Regions from separate parts of the Bos taurus genome. Here region 2 is linked to region 1. Evidence: chromatin contacts called from public Hi-C data. All regions are on one chromosome and are shown on one strand. The core of a region is the stretch at or near the end of the contact, and the rest is flanking DNA. Distances in the headings are between cores, read along the strand shown.

Region 1 (4,677 bases), core at 1,322-3,821:
TTGGTTTGATGGAGTTTTCAGAGTGACCCTGCATTGCCTCAAACACTGAACAAATGTTTACAAATCAGGCCCTCCTGACAGTGGTCCATTTAAACACATCCCTTTTGCTTCTGTCTTTAAGCTTCCATGTCTGTGAGGTCCACGGCGTTTCCTATACGGCCACAAAGTATTTTAAAAGAGAATGAAAATGCAGTGTCGGTCTCTTTTTTGATGCTATCGGTCATGACCCAAGAATTATCTCATTCTTGTTTTTGTGGCTAAATTTAACGTAGGAAACTCAGCATTTCTTGAGTATTTAGCAAAACATGACAGGTGTGGGAAATTCCTCCCTTATCTTATGCACAGGGTTTCTCGGTTTTTCCTTAATGAGCATGTTTGCTAGTAATTCCTTTCGAGGCCAGGGCATCATATTTACTCTCTGGTGTCAGCCTGAGTCCTTCTGAGGCCAGCACGTCACCAGCTCATCCCACTGAGATGACGGAGGCCCCGGGACCCTCCTCTTCTGTGTATTCCGTGAGGACCTGAGGAACACGTATTCAGATGCCTCAAATGATTTCCTTTCCCTCCAACCAAGCTCCCTGACTGTTATCACATGGCTAATAACACTTGCCCCAACATGCTGCAATAATGTCAAGACTTCATTAATCAAGATCAGAACAGGGCCAAGGAGGTTAAGACATGACGAATCGATTCCGCATGTAATGCAACACAGCACGGGCCAGGCTTGGGTTTCACAAAACCGATTAGCACAGCCTCCTCAATGAGAAAGAGCCATGCTAACGATCCTCATTAATAACCGAATTTTAACCTGTTTTCAGTAAAGACCACAGTATGTTTTAAAACATATGGTGCCTTCAGGAAAGAAATGGAGCATGATGTTGAAGGCAATTTTTTGGTCAAGAATGATTTTAAAACTGAATAGTTAGTAAAAGTATTGTTGTTGTCATTTAGTTGCTAAGTTGTGTCCAACTGTTTTGGGACCCCATGGACTGTAGCCCACCAGGCTCTTCTGTCCGTGGGATTTCCCAGACAAGACTAATGGAGTGGGTTGCCATTTCCTTCTCCAGAGGATCTTCCCAATCCAGGGATCGAACTCACGTCTCCTGCATTGGCAGGGGGGTTCTACACCACCACTGAGCTACCAGGGAAGCCCCAGAAAAAGCATATGATTGCATAATCAATCCCAAATAAGGGTGCATAAATTAACACAACAAATAGCTCCTTCTTAAATACTTACAAAGAGCCTTCACTTTAATGTGTTCACAAAATCAGCAGTGTGTTTTCAAAAGATAATGTGGGCACACGTTTTTACCCAGGGGCATGGCCAAATTATTAAAAAATTTAAATAAGCAGTATCTTATTTAATGCTATTTTACTGTGTTTATTTTTCAGAGGCGTTTAAGGTTCAATTTATATGACAGTTTCCTGTTTTCTTAATTCTAAGATACTTAATGCCAACAGATTAAAACATTACACTCTTTGGCTAGGAGCTAAATTGCTGAAACAGGCAAATCACATTATAGTCTGTAAATTAGGAGATATTAATGTTCCCATAAAAAAACAGAGAACAGATTATAGAGTATTAAAACTGTGTGACATTTTCCCATGTATCCTGTATTTAAATTTAACAAATCAACTTGAAGACAGATGACCCAGTGGATAAGTGTGTTAGAGAAAGACAGACAGGATGGAAGGAGGGGGAAGGGGGTGCTTGAAGGTCAGACCCAACCTCTGGCCATGCTCCTTCACATTCTGCAGGGGGTCTGTGTCATCCAGCAGAACCACAGGGGCAATTTCTCTTTGGCCACAGGAGGCTGATCAGTCAAGCACCCTGAGGTGGCCTTCCCTTCTCTCTCCTACTCCAGATATGAAATTGCCAACTTTGTAAAAACTCCTAGGCTCCCACAAGAATTCCAAGCCAGGGGGAGCCCCGCAGACATTCCAAGAGGACAAACAGGCTTCCAAACTCAACGATTCTCTGCGGGGAGGACCAGCACCTACAGGGAGAGATGGCTGAGAAGCAACCAGCTCACAGCTACTTGATGTTCCACGCCAACGGACCGCAGCTGACCACCTGGGTGCAGAATCTCAGAGGAACAAATATGACAGGGACAGGGAGCTGGCCCTACCCCAGGGGCTCGTGAAGAGCCTCGTGGAGCGCGCCCAGCCTCCCGGCTCCCTCCCTCTGCCCCAGAAGCAGAGCCTAGCCTGGCGACCTCAGGCTCCGGGTGCAACGTTGGGGTCACCCACGGGGAAGGGGTCTGGAAAGCGGGACGAGGTGGGACAAGGTGGGACGAGGGGACAGACACCGCTCCCTGCGGCCACACACTCACAGCTAACACCGTGCAAGTGTCCTGAGACTTTTAAAAACAGAAAAAAGGGAGGGGAAGACCCAGGGGACTCAAGAACTGCTACCTTTCACATCAGCAGGCTGGAGAAGTGAATGAGGAAGGCGCGGGAGCCAAACGCCATGAATCACATTCCTGCCCTCTCGGCATACATCACTGAGAAAGCATTCGAGGCTGAGGACATGTCTGCCTGAAAAGTGCCAGCCCGTTAAGGCCTGACCTTCCGCGCGCAGATCAAGGGAGCCTCTGACCTTGACTGCATACCAGCAAGGCCCAGTGGTGCTCTGACTGCATACCACGGCTCCTTCTGGTAAATTACGCTTTAGAAAGGGCAGCATGGCAAAGCTGTATGAAACCCTAGCCTCTACAGGGCAGCCCTGAAATCAGAGACAGTAGATGCGTGGATTCTGAAAGTTTAAGAGCTCCGAGTCCACCTTCTCCCTGTTGGAGATTTAGATCAAAATGCCAAGACTCCTTTTCAGGTTGAAAAACCCATCCCAATCACAAGGACCCAGATGAACACAGCTGCCATGAGCCAGATCCTTAGAGGGCCAGCCCATGAGAGGCAGGTCCGGCATCGGAGAAGCTGCTCGGGACACACACCCCCGCCCCACAAAAGGCTGGGCTCCCCGGGACCCTCTCTGAATCCACACTGCTCTGGGTGCCTCCCACCGACCGCTTCAGATAGCATGGCTGCCTCTTCTCTTCAAGTTGTCTGGGCCCCCACCCCACCGGCTCTAACGTCACCCTCCTGACTTGGTCCCCTGGAGTCCCCATCACATCCCGGAAGAGTCTTGGGCAGCGACCTCCAACATTGCCCATGAAGAGAGAGGAAAAGCCCCCGGCTAGAAGCCCAACTGGACCACAGGGGACAGAGGGGTTGGGGGTTGGGGTGGGGGAGGGATCTAGGCAACAAGGGTGTGTGCACATGTGTACACGCCTGTGTGGGGTGTGTGTGCACGGAAGCAGGGGAGATACGGGGGGGAAGGCAGGCCCCAGGGACGTGCAGCAGGGACGCAGCACGGAAGAACAGGTGCGCCCGTGCAGATGCTCAGCCTGGGGGGCACATGGCCTGGGGGGTGGGGCAGATGGGCAGAGCTCCAGAGAAGGACAGAGGAGAGCCATGTGGCCTGCGTGGGGAGGCGGGTGAATGCCAGGAGCCAAGGTGGAGGGCACCGGAGCATCTTCAGAGCCCTGGGGGTAGGGACGCGGCCCCCAAGACCTCAGCCCCAGCGCCCACCCCCAAAGCCCGGATCCACGGGGCCCTGGAAAACCGAGGCATCAGTGGGGACCCGCATCCAGCGTCTTTAAAACAGAGTATCGCTCTGCTCATGATCCCAGATGTTCTTCCGAAAGTTACTGTTAGCTTTTCTGGAAGTTTTCCTCCAGCCGTAGATCACGTCTGCCCCAGCAGGCAGGGCGTTCCACGAGCTGTCAAGTCAGGGCCTCCTACAAGAACGGGGCATCCAGCAGCCAGAGCGGGGAGGAGCCCGGGAGCCGGGCCACCTCCCGAGACGGGGGGTCGCGGCCTCCCCGGCACACCCAGAGCCCAGCCTGTGTGGTCCAGAGTCAGACGAGGTACTAGAGCCTCCGTACTGGGACTGAGACAGCAAACCGCGGGGGTGCCGGCTCCCGCCTGGGGAGGGGCAGGGCCCAAGGCTCGCCACCCAGGGCAGCCATGGGGGGAGGATTTGAACAGCAACACCCGTGAGGAGCAGGTGGACGTCTGATGGAGCAGAGACCTCGTCACTCCCGGGCCTCCCGGGTCCAGAGACAGAGGGTCTGCAAACAAGGTTCATCCACGTACCTCCCGCCCTCGCGTGTGAGACACAGAGCAGCTGGGAGAGGCCCTGCTTAGAAAAGAGAGATGACCAAGGGCCCATCCCACCCTGTAAAGACATAAGGTTTCGACAAGGAAGTGAGAAGTCTCGAGGAGCAGGACACAGCTATCCACGGCCTTTCCCATAGTGCCCGATCTTCCACCACAAGTCAGGGCAAACGTGATTATAAAAACAGGCGATCAAGACGGGAGCCCCGCTCACGTGTCCTGAGCCTGGGAGCTGCACTCCACTGTTGGCTGCTGGGAAGCTCAGAGTCCCCGTCCCTGACCAGCTCGGCTCCAGCCCCCACGGGCTCACCCTGGTGGCTCTGCTTTCTCTGCCCCCTCGGGGCTCACAGCAGAACGCTCAGGGCAGGGTGACTGCTGCCGCTGCCTGTCCCTGGGGCTGGCACGTCGGTAAGGACGGGTGCCAGCCACCCTCTAGATCCATCAGCTTGCAGCCACTGATGGGCAGAACCTCAACAAGACTCCTGGAATGGAGGCGGGCGG
Region 2 (4,830 bases), core at 1,530-4,029, 66 kb after region 1:
GATGTGAAGAGCGTGATGGTTTAGACTCTGTCCTCACCAAGCCCCCTCCAGGGACTGGATTCATGGTGCTGTCTCGGGAACTAAGTCAGAAATCAGCCTTCTCATTTAACTGACATTCCCAGAAGAACGTGGGCCACGCTCCCATGGGAGTTCCACCTCCCTTTGCCCAAGTTCTAGGTCACTCAGGCCCAGAAGAGTGACTAATGGTCTAGAGATGCCAGCACCCTAGGCAGGCATCACCACGCTTTGGAGAAGTTCACATGTCTGATCCTGAGAAGTAATCTGTCAAGAAGCATCACAAGACCAGTCGGAAAGGGGGCGTCTGGAGGCTGCAGAAGGAAGGATTTATTCAGCTCCTGACTGCGTGACTCAGAACAGAGGACCCTCAATCATAACTTTATGGGCAGATTTTTCTCTTGGGTCTGCATCTTACTCCTCCATTCTTGCCTAAGAAAGAAAAGTTAGGGAGGAGTGTGGTGATGAGAAAAAAAAAATCCCTGACTTAGGAAACCTGCCCGCTAGTAAATGAACAGTATGGCCATAGCACGTAGGACCCAACATCAAACCAAACACCTTTCTTGTGCGTAATAGTAACAGCAGCCTGTGCCTGACACACCGTAGGTGGTGTTTGTGTGTGCCAGTGCAGGCAACACAGGCTCAGATACTCCAGGAAAGCCGACAGTCCAAGAATAAATCAGTTGTGCCGGCTTCTGAATTAGGATCTGGTCTATGGGCAGCATCTTATCATTAGAAATGCATTTTTAAATGATATTTTGCTCAGACCAATATGGAAATTATTCCACTGTTTGGTACTCTTAACAGTTGATTTTGGAAGGAGGTAAGTTTAAAAAATAAAAAAAAAATTACTGATGGCATGAAAAGTGAGACCAATTTTAAAACTACCCAGATATTATTTTTAAATGGATTTTCTCATACAGAGATAAGCTATTTGCATATTAACACATTTTCTCTCTCTTGGTTAAACCAGGAAAAAAAATATGACAAAATGATAAGACCCATGAAGTTAACTGGTGATCAGAGGGTGTCCACCTGCCAGATGTCTTAAAACATAACATGAGATGTGAGGGATAAAGCAAAACCAAGACAGGAACATGCACTTGGGCTTTAAGAAAAATTCAAGGAAAGTGAAATAATCCCAAACTCAACACCAATGAGTTTGGCTTCTCACTCACTGAGTGGCTCCTGCTTCACACTCCAGGCTAATTAAAAAGCCGCCTCTTACGATGGGCTTGGCTTTGCTAATATCATCAATAGGAAAACTCAAGTGCAAACAGAGCTTCATATTCCAAACAGAGAACTTCTCTCATTTCCCTGCCACCTCTCCTTGGAAGTGTGAAATCTTTGCGTCAGAAGCTCTAGACCCAAATAAAGAGTTCAAGAGCTGCCTCTGTTGGAAGCATTTTGTCATCATGACCAGAGAGCGTTTCAATAACCGACTAGGGTGCTGGCTGGCCTCTGGGCTGCAAGAAAAAAATCTGAAGCTAACCGCTAGTGTCGTTCCCTACCCAGTGACAGCAGCCAGCCAAGAGCCAGACTCAGTTCCAAGGTATGTATGCATATTGTCAGTTCATTCCGGCAAGTAACAGTTCATCATTTATATATAATCAAGTCAGTGAGCTTCATTCTTCCTTAAGAGAAGGAAAAACAAAAAAACCTGAGAGCCAAATTATGTGAAACAGTTAAAGAGTAAGTGGGAAATGCCAAAAGCAGTAACATCATTTTTAAATAGTTGGGGGGTGGGGGGGAAGCCACACCTTCCTGGGGTTCTGTCTGCAAGTCTGTGACGGTGGGGAACAGCTGAGGTCTCGGGGGAAGGAAAAAAAGTAAAGAACAGCAGCACATCAGGGATCGTCCAAAGCTGGACGCCTCCACTCTTGCAAGCCTCAGTCCCAGATCCTTTCTGGGCAAACACACAGCCCGAGGAAACGAAAACTAGCAAAACAATCTCTGCACAGAACAATAGACGGAGTTTCGTTTTGGTTTCACACTCAGATATAACGTGGTTTCAATTTTTTGTTGTTGTTGCTATATTAATAAAACTCATAGAGTGGAATTTGGAAGCGTTTGAAAGCTGGAGGACAGAAAGGCCCGCCGCTGCTCCTTAGCGTGCTTCGGCGACAGCAAAGTCGTGGGAAAGCGAGAAGACAGCTGTTTCCAGGCAAAGGGCCCAGGACTGTTCAGCATCAACCACCAGAGTCTCCAAAGCTCCAGAGAAACACGCCCAGAGCGACGCCCGGGCACATGTGTGGGGCTCCGAACAGCACGGGGCGCGCCTGTCCGCCCTTCCCGCCCCGGCCCCCTCGGGCGCCCGGCGCAGGTGAGGGCGCCCAGCGGCCAGGCGAGCCCGAGGTGTGAGTTCAAGTCCCGCGGACTCCCGGGTACCCTCACGCCGCGCGGGGCGCAACAAGCTTTGCTCTCTCGCTCCCGTCCCGAGGAGTCCCCTGACTCGCCCACAACAAAGGCGGCTCCCTAAGGCGTGCGCCATCGCAGCCCACGGGGGTCCCCGGCGGGGACCGGCCGGGAGAGTGCTCCTGGCGGCGGCGGCGCGCGCGCGCGCGACCCCCGGGCCCGGAGGGCGGCTCCGGCCGGGGACAAAGGGGCCGCGCGGGGCGCCGGGGCGCGGGGCGGGACGCCGGCAGCCCAGCCGGCCGGGACTCACCTTCGCGGCGGCCCGGCTGCTCTCCTCGTGGAGCAGGAGCGCGGCGAGCAGCAGCAGCAGCCAGACGCCGAGCCGGGGCCCCATGGCGGCGAGCCCGGGGCGGCGGGGACCGGCGCGGGGCGGCGAGGGACGGCAGAGCCGGCGGCCGGGCTCTCGCGGGCGGCGGCGGGCGGCTCACTCTGGCAGGGCCGGGGCTCGAGCGCGGCGCACCGTCCCGGGCGCGGCGGCTCGCGGCGGAGACCTGAGCGCGGCCAGGCGAGCTCCCCAATTTGTTGGCGCTGCCCCTCCCCTCGGCGGCGGGGGCGGGCAACGCCTCAAAGGGGGAGGACCCTGCGGCGCGGGTAAGAGGCCGCCGAGCGCGCGGCCGGGCGACTGTGGCCGCCGCGCGCCGGGACGCAGGGCTCTGCGCTCGGCACCCGCCGCCGCCCGCCGCGCGCCCCGCGCTCGCCTACCCGGCCGAGCTCCGAGGGCAGACGCGCGGGCCCGAGGCCGGCCCCGGAGGGCGATCGCGCCGCTCTTGCCGCCCGCGGCGCTGCCGGAGGGCGGATGCGAGCGGACCGCCGCCGCTGAAGCCAGGCCCGAGGTGAGAGCCGCCCCGAGACGCCGGGACCCGCCGGAGGGCAGGGACGCGGGCGCCCGGTGCCGCCGGGGGCTGCACGCTTGGCTCTCGGAGCGGGCAGGGGAGAGGCGATGGGGCGGCCGCTGCGGAGCGGCCCCAACCCGGGCCTGGGGGGGCAGGCTCCCCTCTCCCCGGCGGGGTCGCAGGGCGGCTCTCGGTCCACTCCCCGCTTTCCTCCGTCTTGCGATCGGAGGCGGGCGGCGAGGATGCCCCCTCTCCGGCCAGGCTAAGCCCTCTTTGTCTCAATTTCCAGGCTCATAGGGACCGATAGGAGCCCAGAGGGGCCCGACTGGGAGCATGGACAGAGAGCTGCGCGCCGCCGCGCGCCCTGCCCTACGGCGGTAAGCGACTTTCTGCCCGGCCCCTGGGTCCCGCGCGCGCGTCCTTTTAGGAACTGCCACGCCGGGGCCACGCACTCACGGAGCTCTTCCTCTCCCACCCAGGTGGCTGCTGCTGGGGGCCGTGACCGTGGGGCTGCTGGCCCAGAGCGTCCTGGCGGTAAGTCCTGACTCTTGTTCTGGGCTGATTGGCGAGCCGGAGAGAATCTTGGCTCTTGGGTCACCATATTGGCACTTGGTTGGGTCACCGAGTAACCTTGCCAGAAGGCAACTTGTGCATGCTCACCTGAGCGTGGGTCTGTGTGTGTGTGTGTATGTGTGTGTGTATACGCGCGCTCCCGCTCCCCTTGTGTGCTTGTGTGTCTTGGGCAGCCGGTACCAAGCCCAGGCTTTGAGAAAGTTCGCCTTCCCCGAGGACTCTGGTTTGCCTTCTCTTGGGTTCCCCTTCAATCCTGTGCGTTACAGGCCTCGGCTCATCCTTGGGAACCAATAATTAAAAACATGACCCGCCGCATCCTTTCCCCTTGTTTGAGCAAAGCCAGTCGTTAGAAGCAAAGCTTGGCCTTAGGGTCTCTAGGCAGTCAGACACGTGGTTCCCAGGCGCCAGGCTTGGAAGGAGAATGGCCTGTGTGGCATCAGAAACTGGTGTGGGGTCCTGCCCTTGGCAGAGTTTTCTTGTCCTTTTGAATGAGGGGCTCTGGGAGGAGGGGGGCAGGAGGACCTGGGACTTCGTACTCCTGGAAACTGGGAGAGGGAACAATGGCAGAAAGTACCGTTTTCTTGCAAGATGTGCCCTGGCCAGGCACGAGCCAAGGTGGGGCTGTTAAGGCTCCCACCAGGGACCCTGTTTCCCGAGTGCCTCCCCTCAAGCCCTGCCTTTCGAAATGACTCTGTGAGCATTGTTCCTGCGCCATGATTGCACTGTGGGATGTTGTGCCCTGTCACCGGAGCCGCTTCGCTTGAGCTCCGTGTGGTGTGGCTGGGCTGTCGCAGGTCTGCTGGTTGCTTTCAGTTGAGGACCCAAATGTTTAAGGTGGGACTGAAAATCGAGGAGACTTACCAGGGTCCTGGATTCCCCTTCTCCTCTGTCTGCTGGAATATCGGAGCATCTGGTGTCCGGGGGGCTCCCCTGAGCGCCTCCCCCCTCCCCCCCTTCCCCGGCATCCCCACTCTGAGTAGTGGAGAGCTGTGTT

Evidence for each region. A called contact is a pair of places that touch in the nucleus more often than the background predicts.
Region 2: a Hi-C map of skeletal muscle shows a contact between it and region 1, with 4 times the contacts expected there. The contact joins the promoter of COL4A1 here to the enhancer-like site in region 1. A contact is called at or near these places in 2 of 11 Hi-C or Micro-C datasets (liver and skeletal muscle).

Annotation. Positions count from the first base shown.
Region 1 is chr12:84,926,945-84,931,621 of ARS-UCD2.0, forward strand. All of the region lies in intron 2 of COL4A1 (collagen type IV alpha 1 chain), which reads right to left. Among named protein-coding and RNA genes, the nearest start is that of COL4A1, 66 kb to the right of the region's middle. Within about 2 kb of position 2,572, at least 23 of the 102 cell types and tissues checked have an H3K27ac peak or open chromatin away from gene starts, as enhancers often do. A contact at or near this core is called in skeletal muscle, where this site is marked.
Region 2 is chr12:84,992,998-84,997,827 of ARS-UCD2.0, forward strand. COL4A1 (collagen type IV alpha 1 chain) reads right to left here and starts at 2,780. Exons shown (of 52, transcript NM_001166511.3): 1 at 2,681-2,780. The coding sequence starts at 2,764. COL4A2 (collagen type IV alpha 2 chain) reads left to right here and starts at 3,175. Exons shown (of 48, transcript XM_059892323.1): 1 at 3,175-3,263; 2 at 3,553-3,640; 3 at 3,743-3,797. The coding sequence starts at 3,597.